Regions from separate parts of the Mus musculus genome. Here regions 1 and 3 are each linked to region 2. Evidence: chromatin contacts called from public ChIA-PET data. All regions are on one chromosome and are shown on one strand. The core of a region is the stretch at or near the end of the contact, and the rest is flanking DNA. Distances in the headings are between cores, read along the strand shown.

What was found. ChIA-PET counts read pairs in DNA pulled down with a chosen protein or histone mark.
Region 1: a contact with region 2 is called in an RNA polymerase II ChIA-PET map of memory CD8 T cells, with 52 read pairs. The contact joins two enhancer-like sites. A contact is called at or near these places in 1 of 484 Hi-C or Micro-C datasets (nephron progenitors), 1 of 115 datasets of contacts at active chromatin or transcription factors (memory CD8 T cells) and 1 of 9 other capture datasets (embryonic stem cells).
Region 3: a contact with region 2 is called in an RNA polymerase II ChIA-PET map of memory CD8 T cells, with 50 read pairs. The contact joins two enhancer-like sites. A contact is called at or near these places in 5 of 115 datasets of contacts at active chromatin or transcription factors (bone marrow-derived macrophages, embryonic stem cells, memory CD8 T cells and 2 more).

The regions. Positions count from the first base shown.
Region 1 is chr2:92,005,871-92,010,770 of GRCm38.p6, forward strand. All of the region lies in intron 1 of Creb3l1 (cAMP responsive element binding protein 3-like 1), which reads right to left. Among named protein-coding and RNA genes, the nearest start is that of Creb3l1, 16 kb to the right of the region's middle. Within about 2 kb of position 2,596, at least 358 of the 459 cell types and tissues checked have an H3K27ac peak or open chromatin away from gene starts, as enhancers often do. A contact at or near this core is called in memory CD8 T cells, where this site is marked.
Region 2 is chr2:92,253,238-92,257,968 of GRCm38.p6, forward strand. All of the region lies in intron 6 of Phf21a (PHD finger protein 21A), which reads left to right. Among named protein-coding and RNA genes, the nearest start is that of Mir1955, 64 kb to the left of the region's middle. Within about 2 kb of position 2,839, at least 47 of the 459 cell types and tissues checked have an H3K27ac peak or open chromatin away from gene starts, as enhancers often do. A contact at or near this core is called in memory CD8 T cells, where this site is marked.
Region 3 is chr2:92,058,297-92,062,917 of GRCm38.p6, forward strand. No RefSeq gene overlaps it. Among named protein-coding and RNA genes, the nearest start is that of Gm31473, 33 kb to the left of the region's middle. Within about 2 kb of position 1,670, at least 233 of the 459 cell types and tissues checked have an H3K27ac peak or open chromatin away from gene starts, as enhancers often do. A contact at or near this core is called in memory CD8 T cells, where this site is marked.

The sequences.
Region 1 (4,900 bases), core at 1,346-3,845, 250 kb before region 2:
TTCCACCTGGAGACTGTGAAGGGGATTGGCTCCAGGACCAGTCATTGGCTTTCTGCGTCCTGAACTATTAGGACACAGGCAGGGATGAGCAGTGCCTTCTGCTTCAGGATAAGGCTCAGCAATGGATGTGTGGTTTTTCAGGAGCAGGGAAGGCGCAAGAGTCTGGAACCATAGAGACCTGTTCTCAACTCTTCCACTACTTGCTGACTTTTAAAAACTTCTCTATAGCTCCTACTCCACAGCATTGCTATGGGGATCAAATGTTGGTTAGACTCCTGGTACCCACCTCATATGATTATGAGGATGCTATGGTTGAGTGCACGAAGCACTCAAAACAGCATGTGGTAGGTAGTATGTATGAAACACTTGGTAGTTAATAGCAGCCCCTAAACTCAGGCATGAGCTTGGACTCTATAGAGGGAGGTGGTTTGAGGTTCCCCTCTGAGCAAGTGTGACAAGAAACTCCAGGGCAAAACGAATCCAGAGACACCATTGGTATACTCTGGGCTCCCATTTCTCTTCTTCCGGGATGCTTCGTCATTATTTTATATTTTTCTTTTTACTTAAATTTCCCCAAGTGCTTTCATGTATTCCAACTTCTCCATACCCTACGGTGGGCGACCTTGAATTTCTGATCCTCTTGCCTTCACGAGGTACTGGGATGGAACTCAAGGCCTTGTGCATTCTAGGCAGTAGCCCTTACCTACTGAGCCACGCCCCCAGCCCTTGCACCCGTTTATTACACCCCAAGGAGCAAAGGCATTGCTTTACATTTGATGGGCAGGGCAAACAGAGCCAGACAAAGCCAGAACGTGCCCATGGTCCCTCAATACCCAGACCTTCCCCTGCCACCACACCACACACCTCTCTGTTTGGGACTCGCCTGGCTGATGCCAGACTATATTCCTGGAGACAAGTCTATGCTTTGTTCACCTGCTAGCCACTCATTCAGTAGCGGTGCAGGGGTAGGGCCTTGCATCTCAGAGTAAGGCCACTAGTGTTTTAGCTGTTCAGTAGAGTCTGGGCAGTGCCGTACAAAGAGCTCAGGGTCTGAACAAGTCTCTAGAACAACTGAGAACCTAGACAGAAACGCTTTAGGGATGTATGATCCATTCTAACGACCATCATCCCAGGCCATGATTGAGAGGTTCACATCCGCAGCAGAACCAGGCCATCCCACCTGGGGGCGCTTCCTTCCAGCCGAACTCGGGGATTGGGATGCGGTGATGGTGGTGGTGGGGCGCTCTCCAAGGCTGCGGTGGGGCCCAGGGGAGGGGGTTGCACAGAGCTGGAAGAGCCATGAGTCAGCGGCCACGGTATTTCTCCAGCAGCTGCTCCGCAGGCGATAAGAGTTTGCCAACCCCCTTCCCGGGGGCCTGGGAGAGAAGAGCCAGCCCCCTCCAGCCTGGGTTAGGGGTCCCTGAAGGTTTTCCAGTTTTAGGAAAATAAGCGAGGACCCTCTTTGGGGGTGCCCGAATGAACTTGCTAGGGGGCCTCAAATGGCCGGGTGTTGTGAGACACCCCCCACCCCACCTGCTAGAAACAACAGCCAACGCTCAGCAGGCTGGGAGCGGTGGGAGCCAAGTGGAAGAAGAGGGCGGCCAAGGGGCAGGCAGGGTGGGGTAGAGGAGCTCCCGCGCTCATTCCTCCCTGTCCCAGGTTCCTGGAGTGCTGGGTGGATGGTGGTCCTGTCACATAGCACCTAGACGCATCAGCCTCTCATGGGAGCATTGCCACCAGTAGCTGCTCACTGAATAATGTAGCCTACTTCCATCTGATGTCTGGCATTGAGCCGGCATCTCAGTTATGCTGTGAGACAGCAGGAACCCGAGAAAGTCAGTGGTCTATGCCCCTCAACTCATTTGCTAACAAGAAAGCTAAAATCCAGAAAGAGCAAGCCATTTACCCACAGTCACAAGGCGTGTCACTAGTATTTCGGATGGGGTTCTCCGCAGCTCTGGGATTGAACTGAGGGTAAGGAGGTTTCCCTTATGTTCTATACCCACCTCCCTCCATCCCCGTAAAGCTCACTCTAGAGATTTCAAACCTCCCCATCTCTGGCCCTGGTCGCTCTCGCCCGCTATAGAGCCTTCCTCCAGCTCACACAGACACACAAGAATCATATTTAGGCTGTCTGATGGAAATAGGGGGTGGCGCTGGGGGGCGGGGGAGGGGGGAGGAAGGCCGGTGGCCAGGAGTTCACAGAAGGCTCACGCCAGCGTTTGAGGGGGCGGGGTGTTCTGTTAGGGTGGGCAGTCTTGGGGGGGGTGCCATTCCGTACAGGCAACGGGGGTGGGAAGCCAGAGAAGGAGGCACTGGAGATATTTCCCTCCTCCTTAAAGACTTTTTCCTACACTTGTGCCAATATCAGCTCTTTCTCGGCCGCCACGGGCAACAGGCGCCGGTTCCACTCCCTGGAAGGAGAGGTCCCCAGACCTCCGGCTCTCAGGCCGGCACCCTGCCTCCCCGGCTGCTGCTTCTCTCCTTGGCGCTACAGCTCAGCCGCCCGCCCTTTAAATTTTAGGGGTGGAGGGAGCCCTGCTCGCTCAGTGCTGCAGTTACGTGGCTTAATCGGCCTCTTGGGCCCCGCCCCTCCCAGGAATCCCGCTTGCCATTGGTGAGAGCAGAGAAGCTCCTGGCCAATGATAGGAGGCTGCGAGCCACCGCCCGCCTGACCAGGAACGCGGTTGCGCAGAGTAGGATCCTAGACCTGGAAGCTTGCTACACGGGGGAGGGGGGATATAATCAGTTCTTAGTTTGTGTCTGGGGCAGAGCTGAGATGGCAATTCCACGACCCTAATCAGTCGTGTGGCCACTCGCGATGATAGGCGAACGGAGAGAGAGCAACTCACTTCCAGCTCTGCCCCTCCGCTCCTTCCAGTAATCTTACCATGGGGTGGCACGAATGGAGCCCCAGCCAGCCCCTCGTGTGAGAGGAGACGTTCCCAGGGTTGTACAGACTGAGCTCTTTCTTTCCTTAACCCTTGCAAAGGGGTCACTGCAGACAGTGAAAATATCTGGACGCAGCGGTCAGCTGTGGTATACGTACAAGCAGCCACTGTGCATCTCTTTCCCCTAGACCTGGACCTGGTTCTCTGATGCCTGCACTGGTGCTCTGGTTTCTGCACCAAACCCTGATCCAGAGAGATTCAGCCCGTGCTGCGTGGGAGAGACCTAAGTTGGTCCAGACTGAGATGTGGGATCAGGGGTGGGGGAAATCCCCTGCGAACTTTCCTTCTGAGAAAATAAGCTCTGGGAAGAGATGGGAGGGGAATCCTCTCACATTTCCCTCGTTCTTTTCCCAGGGAGGGCAGCAGACGCCTCTTGTCCCCTAACACACTGACCCACACATTCCCGGACGGTTACTTGCCTAGTGATCACTAGATAATTGCCTCCATTTCAAGCCCAAAGGCCACTGCTGTGAGTCACTGCTGTGTCCAGTGTGGGTGGGAGTTGGGTGAGGGAAACTTAAGACTGCCCAGAGATATGGGCTTCTGGGTCCCCAGTTGTCAGTAGATCTCCTTGTCCTTAAACATCACCATCCAGGTATTTGGGGGCCCTAAGAGACTAAGAACTTGTCTTCTAGAGACAGGCTCTTGGCTGCCTGACGAAAGGGCATAGATACTGAACCAGAACTCAGGAGGCCCCAGATGGAGAGCCCTACTTGGCTCTGCTCTGAGGTCCAGGCATGGTCAGGTGGTGTGCCCAGGTTTCTCCTGGGTTACTGTTTGTGTTCCCCCTGAATTGAGCGGTCAGGGTCAGAAGTCAGCTCCTTCTTTGTTTAGCCTTTCTGGACCTAGAAGGGATAAAGTCTTCCTAGAGCCCTCCTGGCAGGTGTGGGAGTTACAGGGAGTCTGCTGCTCTAACCTCCTATCAGGCCCTCTTCCTACAGGCCAAGGAAGGGCTGGTGCTGGGTTGACCTGTTTTTCCCTTATTCAACGATTAACCATGAAACCTAAATCCAAATACACAGGGCTGCTTCTGTGAGTGCACATGTGTACACTGCATCTCAGAGCTGGGATGGGAGGGACCTTCCACCCAGGGAATCTCCATTTCTCTGACATGACACAATGAGAGATACAAACCACCCCTACCCCCACAACTGATACATTGAGATTTGTCTTGCACAGGGTCTATCATATGTATATTAGTACTCCACCCATAGCACCCCAGTTTACATAGAGGGACACTACCAGACAGTAACACAAGCCCAATGAGAAACTCATCAGATAGGGTCAGATGGACACCAATTCAAAGAATGTCGCTCAGAGGTTAGAGCACATGCTATGTATGCATGAGGCCCTGGCTTCTATCACCAGTACCATAACCCCACCAAAGGCCAGGTCTGGTGATGCATACCTCTAATCCCAGCACTTGGGAGGCAGAAGTTGGTGGATCTCTATGAGTTTGGAGCCAGCCTGGACTACACAGAGAGACCTAGCTCAAAAACCAAAACAAGAAAAACACAACAGGAGAAAGACAGTCACGGCCACCACACTCACCATCTCACACCCTCCCAGGCCTAAAAGATGAGCAAGCTAAGCCCGAGAGTCATGTGAGCCCCAGCAAGAGAAGGTTTGGGAGTCCTAGCTTGTTTGACACTGGGACAGTCACAGCTGGATTTGAGGATTGGCTGTCACGGAGACTGGAGCGGGGTTTGTGCCAGCATATGCTGGAAAAATAAGCTGGCACCCACTGCAGGCTTCTTCTAAGCCAAGGAAGGTCCTGAGAGGGCATATACCACCTCCGCAATCCCTGCTTGGTAGTCTAACCACCTACTTTTTCCTGGGTAGGCTAAAGGTCCCCCACGTTCCTGGCCAACCCCTGCCATCTTCTAACCAGGCGGCTCCTATGCTGTGGCCCAACTCTGAGGCAGGCGCCAGGCACTGTCTGGACAGGA
Region 2 (4,731 bases), core at 1,589-4,088:
TTCTTCATCTCTCCTCCTCTCATTATGCAACCCAGTCTACCTGAAACTTGCAGCAGTCCTTCTGCCTCTGTTTCCTGAGTTTTGGGATAACAGGTGTGCACTACCACACCCTGCAAAGTAAGAACTCTTAAGGACATGTCCATTTGCTTCTATTGGTGTTGCAAGGTGTGACACATGTATAGCTTTTCTTTGGTGTTCTTTTGAAACACAGTTGCACATTTATATGTTTTGCTGCATGCACCGCTCAGAAGACTGCAGAGTAGTCTCTTTCTTTAAGTATATATTTTCCCTTGTATTGATACTTTCTAGATCAGGTGTATATGCCAGAGGAGATTATGACTCTGGTGTCTCTGAGAGATCTAATCTTGTGTTCCGTGAAGTCAACTATTTATCAGATCATGAAACCAAATTCTAGAATATACATTTTATCTAATTATGAATTTTGGATCAAAGAGACAATGTAAATAGTTTACTTTTGCCCTTAGAATAACATCACTTTGAGGCAGGCCACACAGACAAGACACAGTGAGGGTCTTACCTTGTGTAGCACTAGCTTTCTTTTGTTCTTGATTTGCCCTGGTGTGAGAATTTGCCTTACGCATCCCCTAGTGCATTTGTGTGCACATGAGCACTTTCTGCTTGCTTCTTGAAGGTGGGATTGCTCGCTTCCCTTTTTGTGATCTGGTTGCTTACCCCTTATGGTAAGCATGGTGATACTGTCTGGGCAAATAACACCGGAAGGCAGAAAGGCCTTGCTAACAGAAAGGGGAAGGGAAAAGGAAGCACTTGGTAGTTTGTGAGGCGTAAGCTGCTTTGATAACGATTCCAGAGCCCTACCAGGGCAGTGATGAGAAACTGGTAAATAACTATGTTACTTCATGGGTTCTAGTGAGAAGGAACAGTTTAGCCCCTTAGTATCTTATTCCTTCTATCCCTTCCTTCTGTTTAGTTAAAGTAGGAATGACTCCTGTGTAGTGCTTAGCAGTTTGAGAAGTTTGCAAAGTAAACAAACATGTCCTCTGCCCAGGGTTCAGGAACCAGATATAGTAAGGTTGAGTTATTTGGCTGGTATATTACAAGAACTTTCTTGCTTCTAGTAACAGAAGCTCAAGTCAACATGATTGAAGCAAAAGAAATTCTTTGGCTTATGTAGCTAGCCAGTTTGAGGATGTGGCGGGTCTCAGGTGTGGATGAAATGTGCAGTCTTCTCTCCTTGGCATCATTGGCAGTGCACAGACTAAGCTTGTTGGCTCTAGCAGTTGTCGCTTTGTACTTGTTTTTTTTTTTGTTTGTTTGTTTGTTTGTTTTTGTTTTTGTTTTTGTTTTCTTCCCCACCAACATTTCCTATCCCTAGAAGTGCCAGCCTGAGGCATGGATAGGATTTTCAGGTCCATTCTTGAGCCAAACTTTGTTCACTGTGGTCTAGGGACCATAGTCTCTTTTATCAGCTATGCTCAGCCATGTGCCACCCCTGAAGCAGGGCTTGGGTGTTTACTGTTACATTGATTGTTATCCTGGGAGCAACTTGGGAGAATGCCTTAGCTTTGGAGTTTTCTCATAGCTGGAAACAATGTTGTGGAGAAGTAGACTTGATAGTGCCATTTGTAGATTTTTTTCTGTGTTCCCAACATCATATTAGACTCCTGACTTCTGAGCGGGAAGATTTTCTTTCATTTACCCTTCCCAGCCGTGTTTCTCCCCTCTGATCACATTCCTTTCGGTTTCTTGGTGAAAATTTGTTTTTCATCTAATCTCTGTCTTTTCTGCTTATGTTCTGCTATGAAGTGAGTTGGAGAGCACCCCCCCCCCTTGGGTTGAAGCATAACTACCATTCTCTTCTTTCAAAGACAGTCCTACTGCAGAGCTTAATATATCAGATTAACAAGAACTCCAAATTTCCTAGTGTAGCTAAGAAGCCTGTCTCTAAAGAGCAGAGTGGGAGTATACTGTCTCAGGTTCAGTTGAGTGTCTCTGGAAGCACGAGAAGCCTGGACAGTGGAATGTGGGTTTAGAGACTTTCTATACACACTCCTGCGAGGGCTGTGGGAATGGAGGCAGGAGGGAAGTCAAATGCTCTGGTTTTCATTCTGTCACCAGAACTAAAAGAAAAAAAAAAAAGAAAAAAAAAAAGACCTAACTGTATTTTAGGCCCCCAAGCAGCAGTCAAATGACATGCCACCTGCTGACCTAATCCATTTCATTCTGGTACTAGGATTGCCAAAGCAATTTGCTCAATTGCAATTGACTGTTTACTCTGGAAAACAACAACGATTAGATTTAATGTTAGAAATCATACATTTTATTACAAATTAAAACTTTTAAGGATAAAGTTAATCCTTTTGGAAAAGAAGTCATTTCAGTATGGTGTGAATCCTTCAGAAACTAGCTGTACTTTTAGAAAGCCACTTTTCAATGCTTTTCTAGGAAGGACAGACTGCTGATGAGACAGACCCAAGACAGCAGAAGCTGAGTGAAGCAGGGAACTAGGCACTATGTTTAACTTTAGGTAAAATTTGCATTTTACTATGGGAAAACAAACTGTGTACCTTGCCAGGGATGAACTCGTGTTACCCCAGAGGCTGCTCACCTGCTGAACGGAGCAGAGGGTGTGTGCTGGTGCAGTCCTGTGCACTCGGGCGAGTGTTACTGCAAGACCACCTGTGGCTGGCTTCTTTCTCCTTCAGCTTTAATTTCAAGAATACCATTTTCCCTTCATCAGAATGGAGCAGGACAGTTAAAACTTGCAAATTACAGTTTCAGGACTTGGACTCTGGTCTTGAACATTGTACTTAATAGTCACCTATAGAACTGCAGCTGACACGGTAGAGTTGTAGACGCACGGACTTCCCACTCATTCAGAGATCCTGCCATAAGTAAGTACCAAGCTGGCAGAATGCAGGTGTCTGCTTCCAGTTCCAACCCTCTTCTAGTTCCTGTTGCTCTCAAGGTTCTCCAGCTATGGAATTTGCTTCCCTGCGTGAGCTGCTCAGAAGCCAGCTCTCCTGCTCTGCCCAACACGCTCACAGTCGGCAGAACAGGAAATCACACTGATCAGCACACCACTCTGTTGATCAAAGGAAGTCAACCACTTTTCTTCAACAAGACCCAGCGGTTTCAGTCACTATGACTTCTCTTCCCCTGCCGAGAGCAAGGCCACTGGAAAGCTCCTGGCAGTGTGAGTCTGTGTGTAGAGAGCATGGCTGTTCCCTTTGCCTTGCCTGTGGCCAGGAGAGGACAAGGTGGTGAGGAGCAATGGAGAGAAACAGCAGCCAGAGTCTTTCCTTTCGGAAGCTGCGAGTGATACATTTCTTGTCGGTGGCAGTCCCTAGTGGCCGCCCTTAAATTTCTTGGGGAAAAACTTAATATTTGTTTTAATTACAAAAGAGCCGAGCCCCTCAGCAAATTGAGCATGTGGTGACTACATAAAATATATGATAGAATATGGTTTTACTTTGAGTTAATCACAGGTCTGGCAAATTAGAAAATTTAAACAAGTCACTTTTTTTTTTAATGCTTAATCTTGTAATTGTGTTCCTTTTTGCAGTTTGCTGGGTAGTTTTGTTTTTTGTTTTTGTTTTTTAGTAAGGAACCTGCAGACCTCAATGCTAATTAATTGTATATAGGCAATAGTATATGCTATTTGTGGCTCTTTCCAGTGTATACGTCTCGTCCTCATAAGCTGTTGGCATTGTAGTACAGTTTATAATATAGAATGTGGAAGGAACCCTCTGAAGAGGACAGTGCCTATTCATTGCTGTGTTTGCAAGTGAGCAGTATGGCAGCCAGCAAGGACAATGCTGTGACAGGTGGGAAGAGCAGATGCAGAGATGCCCCCTCTGTTCCCTCCTCTCCCCCCTCTTCAGCTTGACTTCATGGTTTTCTGCTCCTTTCCGTTTAGAAGCCACGTGTCCCCTACCCACCCCACCCCACACACATTTCTTTGGCTTGCAGGAGCCACTATACAAGAATACACTGGAAGCTAGCCTGTACTTGACCTGTCCTGAGCATAGGCTGTCTGGGCTCAGCCTGATGTGCAACTGAAAAGGTGAGGACCCGACATAGGAGAATTCATAGAGCAGGTTTTGACAGCTTATTATCTGAATTTGAGGAATGATAGAGGACTTCTAAATTCTGGCTCTGCAAATTCTGTAGTACTTTGTATCAGAAACAGAAGTCACATTTTTTGTGTATAAAGAAAGCTGCTTCCTTACCTTGGTCTAGGCTTGGGTCTAAGTGAGCAGGGAGAAAAGGAAGCCAATGCCCCAACAGTCTGTCTCTCCTCCCTGAAAGTGAAGCTCTGCGCCCTGCTGTGAGGAATGCAGCCGGCAGTGGCATAGCTTGTCATCTGCCGAACTACTTGAGCTATTCCCTGCACAGGCATCCAGCTAAGGATTTCCTTTCTATGGTCTCCCTTCAATTATCTTCTCCTCAGGCATTGCTGGTGGGAATATAAAATGGTACAGTCACTTGAAAGACAACAGTCTGGCAAGTTTCTCAAAATGTTAAGCATGGAGTTGCCATGTGACTCAGCAGTCTCACTCCTGGGTGTGTACCCAAGAGAAATGAAAACAGATGCTCAGGCGAAAGCTCCAACATGAATGTTCATATCTTCATTGTTCATGATAGCTCAGAAGTACTAAGACCTCCATCTAATGAGGAATGGTTAAAGAAAATGTGGTATATCCAAGGAATGCAATGGTATTTAGCAACACAAACAAATGAAGTGCTAAT
Region 3 (4,621 bases), core at 420-2,919, 200 kb before region 2:
AAAGGAAAGAATATTTGTAATCTACTTCAAGTGGAGGGTCTACCTCCATTTTAAATCACCCTCGGGCTCACTAGAAGGGAAGACCTGACCAGACCGAGCTGAATTTGCAAACACCTAGGCCTTTTAACCGAGTGGAATCTCTGCCGTTGCCCCCTTATACAAAACAAGATCGAAGCGGCTGGGACTTGGGAAGCCTTGAACGAATGTCAATCGGTCTAAAGAAGCCGGTCTAAATGCGGCGTGGGCTCAGTCACCTGGAGAAGGAAAGCCACTGCAGGCGGCTGTAGGCAGAGGGGACGGAAACTCCATGCGCGAGCGGCAGCGCCCTCTGCTGGTTATATGGTGCAAATCCGGAGCCTAGACCCGCCGCTGGTCAAATGGGACTCGGGATTCCTTCCGCTGCCTCCGCCCCCGCTCCGTCCCTTCTCGGGATCGCCGAGCCTAGTCTGGGTCTGGATTCCAGGAGAGGCGTCCCCATCCTACGCTTGAAGGCAGAGCAAGGACGCTGCTCCAAAACACCCGGTTCATCAGCTGAGCGGAAGCTGCAGGAATCTACCCAAATCCACCAGCGGCTGCTTTTGCCTCCCAGAAGCCGGGGCTATCCGAGGTGGTTTGGAAATGGCATCGCCTATGGCCAAGATCGAGGGTTCTGCGGACAGAGAGGAGCCCTGGGTTCGCTTTCTGCCTCATCCAGCTAGGTGACCTTGGGCAAGGTACTTAAATTTCCATGTGCCTTGTTTTCCTCATCTTTAAGATGGAGAGAATGCTCCCGACCTTGACGGATTGGCTCGAGGATTACACTAGAACAGGCAGCCTAGGTTGGGATTCTGGCATTGACATCAGCTAGTTGTGTGCCCTGGGGCAGGTTACTTAACCTCTCTGCCCTAGTTTCCTGAAAAATAGGGAGCATAACGGTACTTACCTCCGAGGGTTGTTGCCTGCAAAGCGCTTAACACTGCGATGGAAGAGTAAGCGCTTAATAAACTGTGGCTATTATGACTGTTGTCATTATTGTCCTTAAGAGCACTGAGCACAGGAGCAGAGGTCTATCGGGCTGGTTATTATTATTATGTTTCTCGAGTATGGTTATTTCTTTCCCGGAATTGTTAAAATTATTATTATTATTATTCACAAACTCGAGTCCTTATCAGTAGCTGAAGGACAAACAGTCTTCCCGAATTAGAATCCCGGGAGGAGGGCCAAGGACGCGGCGGCGGGCTGCAAGGACCGGGACCTGCGGGGAGGAAACCCGCGCCCGGGTTAGCGCGCGTCAGAGCCTCGGTGACGTCTCTAGGCCCTCGGGCTAGGGAGGCGCGGCCTGCGCACGCCAGGCGTCTGCAGTGGCCCGGGACGGCCGGGTGGTACTCCAGCTACGTGGATGCCCGGCTGGGAAAAGCCTCCCTGGGTCAGACCCTGCGCCTGCCGCTGCGGGGTGCACCCGAGGCTCCGACCGCAGCCTGGCCGGGAGGACGGAGGTGCCAACCCCTGCTCCGGTGTCCGGGCTCCGCCCAGCCTGGCGCACCGCTACCCGCGCGGAGGCTGCTCTGCATCAACATAATGCTCCCCATCCCTGCATCCTCCCGGAACCCATTCCTCATCATCCCTCAGGGCCTCAGCTCAGATTCTCCTCCCTTGGTGCTCGCTCTGACAGACTCCTCCTCTGTCTCTGGCGCCTCCCACTCGCCCGCAGCGCCCGGAGCACGCCCCGCAAGTCCACTTGGTTTGCTACGCACGCATCTCCAACTCGCTGCATCTTGTCCCCGTTACTCTCCGTCGCAGTGAAGGTGACACCACCCACCCGATCACTCGCGATGCGTCCTGGATGCTTCTACCTGCAGTGGTTACTACAGTCTACGCTACTCCCTCTGTGACCTTGTGAATTACCCTCACTCCGTTGGGTATTAACATCTTCCTCTCCAAGGTCTCCCGAGTACATCCTCCTGTATTTCGAGCCCCGTACACCCCTATTGCCCAAGCCTCGCAGCTTCTGTGGAGAAGCCTGGCGCTCCAGGCCCTCCCCATCTTCCTGAGCAAGCAGGTCTGCCATTTTCTAACACCTCATAAACTAATCCCAGTTTAGACCCTGCCTGAGTAGCACTATTTAAGTTGTTCAGTGTTTACTCCCTCTCCGATTACCTTTCCTTATTCTGCTGAACTCCAGAGGGAGTCTCTTCTTCAAGGGTGTCCCATCCCCCGTTCTACTATCTGGCGGTGTGAAATGTTTCTGGACTACAGGACCTTTCTAGGTGGCCAAAGGTCTGTGCCCCGCCCCCTTCTGCTCCCTTCTTCCCATAGCTGGGTTCCTTCTACCTAGAACACCTTTTTTCTTTCCCTCATCCCTCCTCCACCCTAAGGACCCCCAGCCTTCCCGATGTACCCAACCCAACCCAACCTCGACTCAATCAAATATTCCTTTGAAAGGTTAAAGGCCAATTTAAGAAATCTGAACCTTACAAAAACTGCATTTAAAAAAATTGCATTTAAAAATCTGAAGCTTACAAAAACTGCTTGTCTGTATCACATGCTCTCTTTCCTTACTTAAGGTTTCCTCTACTCAATCCAGAGTTTCTTAAAAGGGCACGGATCCTTTGGATCTGGGTGGAATTCTTTGAACCAATTTCTATCCCTTCCCAGAGGAATCACGTTGGGAAGCACGTTGGGGCTTCTTCATTCCCAGCACACGCTTTTATGTTTTTACTCCATATCTTGGTGCCTATAGACACTTAATGGAATCATCTAAAATTACTTTAAACGTTGAAGAGACGCTATTAGACTGAATATATAATCGTGTAACTTGATTTTTTTTAAAAACTAGGCAGCATGAACCCACATTAATGTACGTATTTCTTGATCATACTTTTTCAGTGCTGACGGGGGACCCGTTATGAATTCAGCACATTTTATTTTTCCCGTCTTCTAGAAGATATTTAGCTCATTTTCACTTTGTTTTTCTGTTAGAAACAATGCTATAATAGCTTTTTTAAAAATCTCATTCCCGAGTTTGAAAGCAGAGTTTGGGTAGATACTTGGGTGCAGAATTGCGGGACTCAGGACGCAGAACCTGGCAGCGTTGTTGGGCATGGCTGAATGGGTTTTAAGTGGTTGTACTAATTCACAGTTCCATTCGTTATGTGAGAGTTCCCCGTGTTCTACATCCCCAGCACTTGCTAATGTCAAACTTTAAAATTGTTGCCAAACCCATGAGTGTGAAATGGCATTTCAATGTTTTAATTTGCAGTTCCCTGCTTACAAGTGAGAGAGATAGGAACATACTCTCTTTGTTTATTGGCCATTTGCCTCTCCTCCTTTTTAAATTGGCCATTGGTTTATTTGACAGTGCATCTTTTGGTCATGTCCTATGTGTGGGAGTTCTTTATATATTCTGGATACTAATCCTTTGTCAGTCTGTGGCCCATCTGGTGTCTTTTATTCCACTCAATTGCAATTCTAAATTGATACGATTATTTGGTGAATGTCTGATTTTCCTCTTAAGCAATAAGTCCATGAGAAGACGACTGTCCCTTGTAATAAGTGCAATATTTAATACGTACCAGGAAGTTAATAAATACTACTGACTGAAATGTGTTGATAATTGACATTATTATTTTTAATTATTGAGTTTTCTCTCCTTCAAGCTTTTTTTTCTCAACTTCTCGAGAGTAGGAATCTGGTGATATTTTATTTCTTCACGTCTCCAGTGCGGATTGCACCACAATGCTTTGATCATAGAGCATGTGCCCAATGATTGTTAAGTTCCTTTGTGGGTTTTCTTTTTATTCCCCCCTCTCATTCTTTTCAGGTCACCCTCTATCTCTGAGCTCAATTTAGCTCTGCAAATGGAATAGATAATAAAGAATCTGCTGCTGCACATTTGAGAGAATTGTCTGAACTGCGCATAAATGGAGCACTTAACACTCAGCACTCACTTAACATTCAGCACTCAGCCATCAATAAGTGGTGACTTTCCGTGGCCCCACAACAATCATTTTGGTCACTAAAGATATATATACTATCATTAATCTTAACAGAAAGTTCTTTCAAATACAGAATAAAAGTGATCCTTCTAAAGATGTGGTGACCGAGTTTTTTTTTTCTTTTCTCTTTTTCTTTTTCTTTCCTTTTATTGGCATTTGACCCACAATGCAAGGCTTGGTCCCGACGCAAACTCTGAAAAACATCAAATATCATTCTTTTTCCTTTCTTTTCTAAATTCCAGATATATCAAAGTGTGTGAACGGTACATAGAATTCAGTCCTTTAAGAGGAGACATAAAAACCAATCCTATATCTTTGGCCAGAAGTCAGAGAGCAGAAAGGAGGTCTGTCAGCGACGCTAGAGCCAGTTTGAGGCGGCTACAGCCCAGACAAAAGCAGAATTCTTACATGTTTCTGTATCTGCATTGATTGCATGACCTTTGATCTATTTATAAAATGAAGGCAACAAGCCTTGCTTTTTATGGAGCAAGGATTTTATGGTTGAAATTTGCTAATTATTCCCTGAAAAGTCTGGAGATCCCTCCCAGGGAAAGGCTGTTTGCATTTCTTTCAACAGAGCTTCCCAAAGGTAAATGGCCTTGCAGTACCATCTGACCCAGTAACAGTAAAGTCTGTCTGTGCCACAG